2 separate regions of the Mus musculus genome follow, and region 2 is linked to region 1. The links are chromatin contacts, called in public HiChIP or PLAC-seq maps. All regions are on one chromosome and are shown on one strand. The core of a region is the stretch at or near the end of the contact, and the rest is flanking DNA. Distances in the headings are between cores, read along the strand shown.

Evidence for each region. HiChIP or PLAC-seq counts read pairs in DNA pulled down with a chosen protein or histone mark.
Region 2: a contact with region 1 is called in an H3K4me3 HiChIP or PLAC-seq map of embryonic stem cells, with 6 times the contacts expected there. The contact joins the enhancer-like site here to the promoter of H2-Q2 in region 1. A contact is called at or near these places in 6 of 39 promoter capture datasets (the 3T3-L1 cell line, 3T3-L1-derived adipocytes, the C10 cell line and 2 more), 1 of 15 datasets of contacts at CTCF or cohesin (the NIH/3T3 cell line), 3 of 484 Hi-C or Micro-C datasets (the G1E-ER4 cell line and cardiomyocytes), 22 of 115 datasets of contacts at active chromatin or transcription factors (the NIH/3T3 cell line, T-cell acute lymphoblastic leukemia, embryonic basal ganglia and 7 more) and 2 of 9 other capture datasets (adipose tissue and liver).

What each region holds. Positions count from the first base shown.
Region 1 is chr17:35,340,657-35,346,013 of GRCm38.p6, reverse strand. It overlaps H2-Q2 (histocompatibility 2, Q region locus 2), which reads right to left and starts at 3,707. Exons shown (of 8, transcript NM_010392.3): 1 at 3,618-3,707; 2 at 3,145-3,414; 3 at 2,626-2,901; 4 at 984-1,259; 5 at 740-856; 6 at 528-560; 7 at 306-354; 8 at 1-170. The coding sequence starts at 3,681. The coding sequence ends at 308.
Region 2 is chr17:36,090,819-36,096,589 of GRCm38.p6, reverse strand. No RefSeq gene overlaps it. Among named protein-coding and RNA genes, the nearest start is that of H2-T-ps, 18 kb to the left of the region's middle. Within about 2 kb of position 2,404, at least 9 of the 459 cell types and tissues checked have an H3K27ac peak or open chromatin away from gene starts, as enhancers often do. A contact at or near this core is called in embryonic stem cells, stem cell-derived anterior neural progenitor cells and stem cell-derived epiblast-like cells, where this site is marked.

The DNA.
Region 1 (5,357 bases), core at 2,458-4,957:
TATACCTCAGTCTGTGCAACTTGTCACATGGCTGCTACTGGGGTTGGTGTGGCAGAGAACATGAGACACCATTTTCTAAAGAAAGCTGATGTCTAAAGACTCTTGATGTCACAGGAGAGACCTGAACACACTGGCTGTCACTCAGTCTACTCCAGGCAGCTGTCTTCATGCTAGAGAAAGAGAGTCATGAACCATCACTGTGAAGACAACATCCCAACAACCCACCACTCACAGGGGATTCTGGGAGTCCCTGAAACCCAATCATGTCCACATTGCCCCTCCCCAATCAGGCACCAGAGTGTCACCTTTACAATTCTAGGAGAGAGATATCAGAGCTCTGGGGGCTGTCCCTGCCTAGGGTAAAACAAAACAAATGTATATGTACATGAAAATGTATGTATTCATATCACAGTACAACTCAGGCTCCCAGAAGATTTCTCTGGAGGAGTTATTATGGATTCCCAGAGCTCCTAACATCTCCAGCTTCACTCTAATGGCCTCAGGACAATCCTGTCCCCCACACTAACCTGGATCTTGAGCGTAGTCTCTTACTTTTCCACCTGTTGAGATGAAAAGCTGTGAGAGATCAAGGAGGATCTTGACTCTAGGAAGTTCTCAGAACTGACAGCAGACCCAGTTAAAGACAGTAGCAATGAGGGGTGTGGCTGTGTTTCCCATTAATGAGCAGAGAACTCTCTAAAGGAGGCTGAGAGGGAACTCAGACCCTGACCTTTCCTACCTGTGTTTCTCCCTCTTTTCATCACAAAAGCCACCACAGCTCCAATGATGATCACAGCTCCAAGGACAACCAGAACAGCAATGATCACCATGTAAGAGTCAGTGGATGGAGGAGGCTCTGGGAAGGACAGGTACAGGAAAAGAAGGTGAGGGTCATGACCCCAGCTCTCAGCCCTGAGCAGCTCAGGGTCTGCAAAAGGCTCCAGCTTTCCCTGACCCCAGCTCTGCACCCACACCCTCCTTACCCCATCTCAGGGTGAGGGGCTCAGGCAGCCCCTCATGTTCCACATGGCATGTGTATCTAGGCTCCTCCCCAAAAGGCACCATCACAGATGCCCACTTCTGGAAGGTTCCATCCCCTGAAGGCCTGGTCTCCACAAGCTCCATGTCCTGGGTCAGGTCCTCCCCATTCAACTGCCAGGTCAGGGTGATGTCAGCAGGGTAGAAGCCCAGGGCCCAGCACCTCAGGGTGACATCACCTTGAGAACTGGGGTGATGGGTCACATGCGCCTTTGGGGGATCTGTGTGGAAGATTTAAGAAATCACAGGATTTTAACAAGACAAACTAAAATCTACTCAAGACTCAGTTAAATCAATGATGACAGTGAATTATTTGTCTGTTTGACACTACAACTGTCGTTGCACAGTGACCAAAAGCAGAGCTGGTCCCCTCAGCACAGAACTACACATTTTCTTTTGGGACTTAGAAGCAAAGAGGGAATCCACTGAGACTCAACCACTGTGGTCATCTTGCTGACCAACATTAACTGTCAGTCCAAGAGAACAGCCATCACAAAGTGTGTAGTGAGAAAATGACTCCCAGCCCCTGACTCTGGGGGACAAGGTACAGGTGTTTTAAGCAGGACACTTGAAGTGATCTGTGGACCTCACTGGAACACAGTGGGCTCACAGGGTGTGTGGTCTTCCCTCTCACTCAGCCCTGGATTGCAGAAGACCCTGTCTCTCAGAGTCCAAGTCCTGATTCACTGGGGGGGGGGGCACTGTAACTTGTGGGGCAGAGGGAGAGCAGGAGGCTTCTGGATGTTTAGTTCTGACAGGAAACACTCTAAGTTCACAAGAATCTGTTATTTAATGAGAACCTTGTTTTAACCCGTCTAATTATCCAAGTTAGCAGTCTCCCCTGGCACCTGTGGAGACTGATACAAATGATAATACAAGGGCAGGGAGAAACAGGATCACTCCAGTGCAGACAAAAACTGACTAGAAACAAAATAACACCTTCAAAAATAAAGAAAAAGTAAAGAGAAAAGAAAGAAGAATAAGAAAACAGATAAATAAGTAAAAGAAATTTCTCGATTTATATTCCTCCAGGGTACCCATAAGGGCTCACATGACCATTCACCACTGTAGGAATAGAGAGAATTGGGTTGTGGAAGGGATGCAAACCCAACAGACTGGGAGGGATCTATGAAAATGTACTCTATGAAAATTCTAGATACTGGGCAAATTAGCCTAGTGTAGGGGAGTCCATATCTCCCATCAGGTAAAGGCGACTTCAGGTCCTGAGGTGCAAGGGCTGACACACTCAGCAGGACAGGAGTCAGTGTCCACACACAGTAGGTGTGGGCAGAGAACCCGGCCTGGGAGAGGCCATGGCTGACAAAGGCTACAGGGGAACTGAAGGGAGCAGCTGTTGTTACCTCAGGGAAATTCTCTCCTTCCCTCCTGAGACAGCCTGGGCACTGTCCAGGGAGAAGGCTGAGCCCTGGGAGAGTCAGTGCAGTCACTGTGATGAGGGATCAGGAGACCCAGGGTCACTCTCTCCCCTCTGAGACAGGGGCATCACCCCAGCTGAGGGTTTCTTCTTCCCCAGGACTGAGCCCCAGCCCGAGGGCAGAGGGAGGAGCTGCCCGAGGGCCCCTGCACCTGTGTGCAGCAGCGTCTCCTTCCCGAGCTCCAGGTATCTGCGGAGCCACGTCAAGCAATCGACCTCCAGGTAGGCCCTGCGCTTCTCTGCAAGACCAGCCTGCTCCAACTTGCTTCGGGTCTTCAGTGCTGCCAGGTCCGCCGCTGTCCACGTTATCAGATCCTCATTCAGGGCGAGGTAATCGCGGCCATCGTAGGCAGACTGCTCATACCCTCGGAGTAGGCTTCCGTCTGGCCCCAGGTCACAGCCAACCAACCACTGGAGAGTGTGAGAGCCTACGGGATCCCGTGGTCAGCTCCCCACCCCCTCCCCACCCGGCCCAGGCCGCCACCACCCGCCCCGCTCCCGCCCCCAGACTACCTGTCCGGCCCCGCCCACCTGTGGGCTCAACCAAACTGAAAGGGAAACCGATTCCAGGTGGGTTCTGCTCCCGAACCTTGGACTTGGGATGCGGGAGGTCTCTGGGCTCCTGTGTGGGGACGTGGAGGGGTCGTGACCTCCGACCCGGGGTCACTCACCTCCCTTGCTCTGGTTGTAGTAGCTCAGTGCGGTCCCCAGGCTCACTCGGAAACTCTGCTCATTTTCCTTGGAGACCTGTGTGTTCCGCTCCCAATACTCCGGCCCCTCCTGCTCCATCCACGGCGCCCGCGGCTCCATCCTCGGATTCTCCGCGTCGCTGTCGAAGCGCACGAACTGCGTGTCGTCCACGTAGCCGACGATAATGAACCGGGGCTCCCCGAGGCCAGGCCGGGACACGGCGGTGGTGAAATACCGCAGCGAGTGTGAGCCTGTGGACGGCGCGCGGTGAGACTCCGACCTCCTCCCGGAGCCCCGGCCGGGTTCGCGGGCGGGGAGGCCAGCAGGGTGCGGTGCTCGAGATGTAGGTGGAGAAGGGGCGGAAGGTATGGTGGGCGACGTGGGGACGCGGCTTCCCCGTTGCCGCCCCAGCCCCTCTCCGCAGACGCTGTTTCCCTCCCGACCCCGCACTCACCCGCGCGTGTCTCAGTCAGTTTCAGGGCGGCCACCAACAGCAGGAGCAGCCTTCGCAGCGCCATTGCCCCATCTGGGATACAGGGCATCTGAGGCCCTTGGCTGCATGGACTTTATAACCTGCGCCCGCTGCTGAGGAGCTGGTTGGTTTCCCAGGATCCTGCCACCCAATGGAAATGAGACCTGCCAGATAATTCCTGCTACCTCAGGGTTCAGAGAGGGCATCAGATCCCCAGGAGCTATAAAGTGGTGCTGCTACAGGGCAAGGGAGGGGCAGGAGCTGAGCTGCAGGAGAGGGTGGAGTCTGCAGGGAGCAGAGTGAGGCCCTTGTGCACCTGTGTCTTAGTGAGGGTTTCCATTGCTGTGATAAGACCCCATGACCAAAAGCAACTTGAAAAAGAAAGGGTTTCTTTCAGTTTACACTTCCACATCACAGTCTATCATTGAAGAGATTCAGGGCAGGACCTTGAGAGGATTCTAAAGGAGGAACTGAAGAAGAGGATGAGGACCAGTGCTAATAGCTTTGTAGCTCATGGCTTGCTCAGCCTGCTTTCTTATACAATCCCTGATGACCTGCTAAGACAACCTGCAGTGAGCTGAGCCCTTCCATACTGATCATTAATAATAATTTTTAAATTGCCTTATACACTTCCCCAAAAGCGTCCTGGATGGATGCAATTTCTCAATTCAGGATCCTCTTCTTATATATGTCTCAGTTGGTGTGGAATTAACAAAATACAAACAGCACAGGCTCCTGGTGCAGGGTCACTCAGTGAGAGCTGAGGGAGGAGGATATGTGAGTTCCTCTCCCTGAGCTGAGCCAGGGACCTGTCCTGTGGATGGAGGCCCCATGGAAAAACAGTTGGAATGCAAGGAATGGGAACACAGTGGGTTCCAACTCCATTCCTGCCCCTCAGTCCTGAGGACCTGTCTCTCCCTTGCCTGTTGGTTGATGCTGTTGACATAACCATGGGAGGGACTGATAAAGTCAGGGCATGGGAGGAGAAGGGTTGCTTCAGGAGCTTTCCCTTCCCCAGAACTGTGTGGTAGCCTGATCACACAACATCAGTGATGGGAGCAGCTCCAGGCTTGGTTTTAGCTGCATTGAACCATGTCTGCTCGCTGACCAACATCCACAATTTATCCAGGTTGACAGTTGGGCAGAAGCTCTGGTTCCTCTTCAGGTGGTCATGCCTCACACCAACTTTCCCTGAGTGACCTGGGTGACACTTGTGAAGTTCATCCTGAGGTGATGCCTCTAGCATTCCTGTGGCCTCCTGGGTGCTCGCAGTGTTTTCCTGATGCAACCATGGCCTCGGCTCAGGTGGCCCCGGAGTTTCCAGGTCTTCCTCAGTCTGGATGGCATGGCAATGGCAGAAAGGAAAGAGGCTCCTTAGACCTTTATAAACTGCATTTAAAGCACTTTTTATGGCCTTTATAAGTGACATTCACAGATCTCAAAGCACACTTTTAAGATCGTTGCAATTACTTAACCTCTCATATCCTTAGAAGTTACATACACTTTACAGTTTTTTTCCATCGAATTAGACACAAGACACAGGTGGTTGGTTACTGACAGCAGTCACTGTAAAACAACTTCCTTTACATAAAAGAATAGTAAAACGTTACATTGAAATCTTTGGTGGGAGTTTATCTCTTCTGAGAATCTGGTAACAATGTGATCAGTGGAGACCCAGTAGCAACTCTGGAGAGTGTCCATGATTTTTAAGCATGAAGAGAA
Region 2 (5,771 bases), core at 1,155-3,654, 750 kb before region 1:
CACTGATCCCTGGAGCTCCGGAAGGAGACGCTGCTGCGCACAGTTGCAGGGGCCGCGGGCAGCTCCTCCCTCTGCCCTCGGGCTGGGGCTCAGTCCTGGGGAAGAAGAAACCCTCAGCTGGGGTGTTGGCCCTGTCTCTTCCAGTTTTTACATATTTATCTTTTTTTTTTAATGACAATAAAAATATCACACAATGAATTTAGCCAGAACAGAAGCAAGACATGTCAGTGAATTTCTATCCAGTCAGAATAGCCATTCTGAACCGCTGAATATTCACTTTGAATTATCAAATATAAACCCAGTACCAATAGGCAAAGAAAAAAGAAAGAGGAGGGAGGGAGGGAGAGAATCCAGGACAGAGGTAGAACTAGAAAACAATTGGCTTCTTACCCTGTTTCAACCCCAAGGTGACTATCTGCATTCTGCCTCTTCTTGTCTCTCAATATTTACCTTTCTTGTTTCCTTTTGGCCATGTTATACTGTACACATGTATACAATTGAATACATTTATACATATGCTTTTTGCTATATCCCACACTTGAGGAAAGGCTGTGTAATTTTCTTCCTGTCCCTGTGTGACCTCAATAACACTATATATGCTAAGTTCACCCATTTGCCTTGGTTGTTTGTGATTACATTGTTTAGAGCTAAATAGTATCCATAGCCTTGACATTTCATGTCCAGCACCTCTACCACATGCCTTTGATTTTCCTGTCTATTTTTGCCCAGTTTCAGCCTGTTTCTGTCACTAGAGCTCTGCAGTATAATTTGAGGCTGGGATTGAAACACCTCCAGTTCTTACTCCTGAGACTGTTTGACTCTGAGTGGTCTTTTAAATTATTTTCTAAACACATCAAATTAATGAGAATCTAATACTAGTGAATTAAGTCTGTAGGTTACTTTGGTAGAATGGCCATTTTCACCATATTACCTCTGTCAGTCCTGGAGCAAGTGTTTTAAGTCCAGCATCTGACATCATCTTAAGTGATTTCTTACTGCATTACCTTGAAGTTTGCAAGGTACACATTCACCTCTACCACCTGATTAAGTCCATTCTCAGGACAGTTTTATGGACACTGATAGAGGCACCAGAAGAAAGAAAAATGCCTGACATTTCTAACTTTTGTCTTCAGACCCCCAAAGACAAAAGTGAAGCATCATCCCAGACCTGAAGGTGATGTCACCCTGAGGTGCTGGGCCCTGGGCTTCTACCCTGCTGACATCACCCTGACCTGGCAGTTGAATGGGGAGGAGCTGACCCAGGACATAGAGCTTGTGGAGACCAGACCTGCAGGGGATGGAAACTTCCAGAAGTGGGCAGCTCTGGTAGTACCTTCTGGAGAGGAGCAGAGATACACATGCCATGTGGACCATGAGAGGCTGCCTGAGGCCCTCACCCTGAGAAGGGGTAAGGAGGGTGTGGTTGCAGAGCTGGGGTCAGGAAAGCTGGAACCTTCTATAAACCCTGGATAAGGTCAGGGTTGATGGCAGGAGACATGACCCTCCCTTTCCCTTCCTTGCCCTTTCCTTCCCAGAACCTCCTCAGTCCATCATCCTCATTAGAACCATTGTTAGTGCTGTCCTTGGGGCTGGAAAAGATGTGTCAGGGAGCAATCAGGCCTGGTGACCCTCCACCCAACACAGAGCAACCAGGGCTGGTGACCCAGCAAAGCCTGCCCAGGGCACAGCTGTGCTCACCATCAAGCCTGGCTTTCCTGGTATTCTTCCAGCCAAGTCTTCCCTGCTGCATTGCCTCCCCTGTGACACACACACCCCTGCTGTCCCTAACTCCCAGTGCCCACCTCACCATGACAACATGGAATACCTTCCTCCCCTCAGAGCTGCTCATCCTGCCCATGCCCAATCAAGGCTTTGGCCTCCTTCACAAATGCCACCAGACCCCCAAATTAGGGAGACAGCAACTCCACAATGAACTCCTAGAGAGAAGTGCAAGCACACACAGGGTCAGACTCCTGGGAGCAAAGGACCCTCATTTTGGACAGTGATGTCTAATGATCTGCCAGGCAGCAGCCTCTGTGAGCCTTCCACTCTAGGTGGTGATGTCACAAGGTGCAGGAGATGTCCCCAAGGATTTCCTCTAGAACCAAGAACCAATAAGCTGGCCAATCAGGCAGAGCTCACAAGCTGTAGGGACCCCTGTGGGAGGAGCAGCATTACCATCAGCACCCCCGAGCATCATGTCAGAGTTATTGATCAGAAACACAAGCTGCTCCTTCCTGGAGGAGAACTCTGCAGCCACTAGGAGGACAAAATACTGCACCTTCACCTGCATAATCCAAAGGAAAGCAGCAGGTTAAAAAGCTAGGACACAGGTCCCCTCCTCCTGCTGTCAAGTCTGTCCAACCTAGCCCCACCTGGAGCTGCTCCAGGAGCTGCAGAGTGCATTCCTGCATTCCTTGGGGATGGATCAGTCCTAGGAACTCCCAGAGCTTGCTGGACCCCCTGGGACCCAAGACCTGGGACCCACTTCCGCTTTTAGTTTAGGGGATTTCTAGGATGCCAAGGGCGGGCTGGGATGACTAGGAAGACCCGCAGCCTCTCACAGGATCCAGTAAATATATAGCTGTGACATGGGGTCAAAGGGAAGCCTCCTCCAAGGGTACTGACCAGTTAAAATAGGGAGCAGGATAGGAAGCAGAATTAACATCAGAATACAAACAGCACCAGGACAGCCCACAGCAGGACACTAAGCTTGTTTTCTGCACAGTCCCTCTGCTGTTAGACAGAGGAGCTGATAAGCACTCCTTCAGGAGAGGCTGCATCCCCACACTCCTGTGACACCTAGGGCCCTGCCTGGGGAAAAGCAGGCACAGAGGACCACCATGTGAGAAGTGTTGGGAAGAAGAGGACTGGCACCTGAGCTCACACTCACAGCTTACCCAGCACATTCCACAGGAGCTGTGCACACGCACAAGGCTTACAGGGCAGAGATCTTATGGATAAATGTTTGCCTGCTCCAACAGGGACCCATGCATGCAGGGATAGAGATACCTTAGGGTCTCATATTCTGCTTTCAGGGCACCCTGGGCCCACTCCTGAAACAGAGCAGGCTGGAAAATGGCTCAGGCTTTGTCAGATGGATCTAGACACAGGCTGCCATCACTGCCTTCCCAGAATGATTTCAGGTCACTGAACATGAAGAGCACTTCCCTCAGTGTACCACAAAATGGGGAGTACCAAAGGAGAGAGACATGGGGTCCCCTCCACACTCTTCTACCTCAGTCTGGACTGATGGTGGCAGATGCTGCTGCTTAATTCTTGACATTCTGAGGTCTTTGAATAAGCATGGCCCCTGTAGGCTCACATATTTGAAGACAGTTGCCAGGGAGTGGGGCACTTTGAAAGGATTAGAAGACATGTGAGGGGTGGCCTTGATACAGGAAGTGCTTCACTGGAAACAGGCTTTGAGGTTTAAAATCCCATGCCAGCCCAGTCTAGGTCTGTCTGCTGCCTATAGAACAGGATGAGCTCCCAGCTACTGCTCCAGCCCCATGCCTGCCTGCCTGCTTGCTGCCATGCTCCCCACCATGATGAGAAAGGACTAAGCCACTGACATTGTAAGCAAGCCCTGATTAAAGGCTTTCTATTTCAGAACTGCCTTGGTCATGGTGGCCCTGCACAGCAATAGAACAGTGTCTAAGACTCATCCTATCATTTCCTACTCTCTGTCATCTTTGTCTCCATCCATCCAGCAGTCACCTCACCTAGAAGCAAGATGGACCCTAGTGCTCATTAAGACAGACCTGTCCCTCTCCTGATGTCACTCTCCAGCTCAGCTCTGACTCCTCAGAGCAGACCAGGCCTGTGGTAAAGCTAGAACCACCCACATTCCAGAACCAGGGGTCTCCCAGCCTCCCTCAACACCAGCAGCTAAATCTTTACCAGCCACAAATGGGACACATTACCACTGTTGCCCTCACCCACTTTCTCTTCCATTCTTGCTCAGAAGGTGTCTTTTTATAGGACCCTCCATATACAGTAAATCTCACTTCTGAGCTGTGTTGGGGGTGTGATTTTTGAGGCATTCCTTGGCTCTCTGAATGACACAAAAATCCCAAAACCTAACATTGGCACCATGGTTTGGTAGGCTGTCTGCAAGCCTGTGCACCCCTTGGAGGACCAAAGCTCTTCAGGGACTTTATCCCTTATCTCCAGTCCACCCACAGCAGACCCACTTTCTGGCCCTCCATCATCACCAGCACCTGGTGAGTGGCCCCTCTCTCTCAGTTGGCCCCAGTGCTTCCCTGAGTCTTGGTACTCTAGGAGGTGGAGGGACCCATCCCTGCTCTGGACCTTTTCCCCTCGGTTGGGTTTTATTTTGAGCAATACTTTTTTTCTACTACCTGCTGTCTCTCTTTGTTCTCCCTGTGCCTGTACATTGTGAGTGTCCTTGCCTCCCACACATAGAGTAGAATGTGGGTGATTCTAGGATTACCAACAAGGCTGGTCTGCTCTGAAGAGTCAGAACAGAGCTGGAGAGTGATATTGCATAGCTATGGAAATTCCCTCTACAAGAATTTGGTTTTATAACCCTCTCTCTCTCCATCTCCATGGAATCCGGTTTTATTACAACATCTTAGCCTTAGTACAGATGAATGGGCAAAAATTTGGTGCAATTGATTTCCAACATTTCCCAAATAATAGCAACTGCCACTGCATATAGAAGTGATCTGAAAGCTGAAGGTTGGCAGCCCCATAGGAGGAACGACACTATGAACTAACCAGTACCCCCAGAACTCCCTGGGAATAAACCACCAATCAAAGAAAACACATGGTAGGACTTATGGCTTTAGCTGCATATGTAGCAGAGGATGGCCTAGTCAGTCATCAATTAGGAGGAGAGGCCCTGGGTCCTGTGAAGGATCTATGCCCCAGTATATGGGAATGCCATAACCAGGAATGGAGTGGGTGGTTGGGGAGCAGAGGGAGTGGGGAGGGGATAGGGGATTTTTGGAGGGGAAACTAGTTAAGGGGATAATATTTGAAATGTAAATAAAGAAAGTATCTAATAAAAAATATATATATTTATAAAAAGAACTGATCCCCAAATGTCTTATGTCCAAACTTTCTCCACCCTGTACTTTCTCTATATTCCATTCCTAAAAGTATTTTATCTCTACAATTTCTGTTTTGCTCTCAAAAACTCTCTTTAAAACTATGGTGTAAACTAAGACCCAATTTATAAGTTCATTGGGTATATTTTAAAATTGATAAAGTATATAACAAAATTTGGCCTTAAACTTAAGGGTTATAACTAAAGGGTTATAATTAATATTCATAACAGGTACTCTTAATTTGCTGCAATGCAGTGTATTTGACTCAACTCTATGTGTAGTTATATGTAACTTGGATTCAAATTTTTCTATTGCCAAAAACCTAGGAAAGATATAAATGGCCAAAATGGGGAACCCTGAGAGTTAGGGTTTGGGCAGGTGTTGCTTCTCCCCTTCCAGGTGAATAAAAGCATCCAACAAAGGAATCTGGAGACCACTGGGCAAATGAAACAGCTGAAGAAAAAGATGGTTCATCAAGAGAAAATGTCCCAAGAAGAGGAGTCACCTGGCCAAGTGGTATCGCCCACCTCCATCTTGTCTCTTCTGCCCTCTACAGACAGAAGTGGCAAATGGTCTCTATATGATCTGAATTCAATTAAACATTAAAACTGGCTTTGGGGTTGGAACATAGGTCTCCTTTTCTAAACCCACACATGCTTGTTAAAGGAAATTCCAAAATCTCCATCTTGGGTCAGA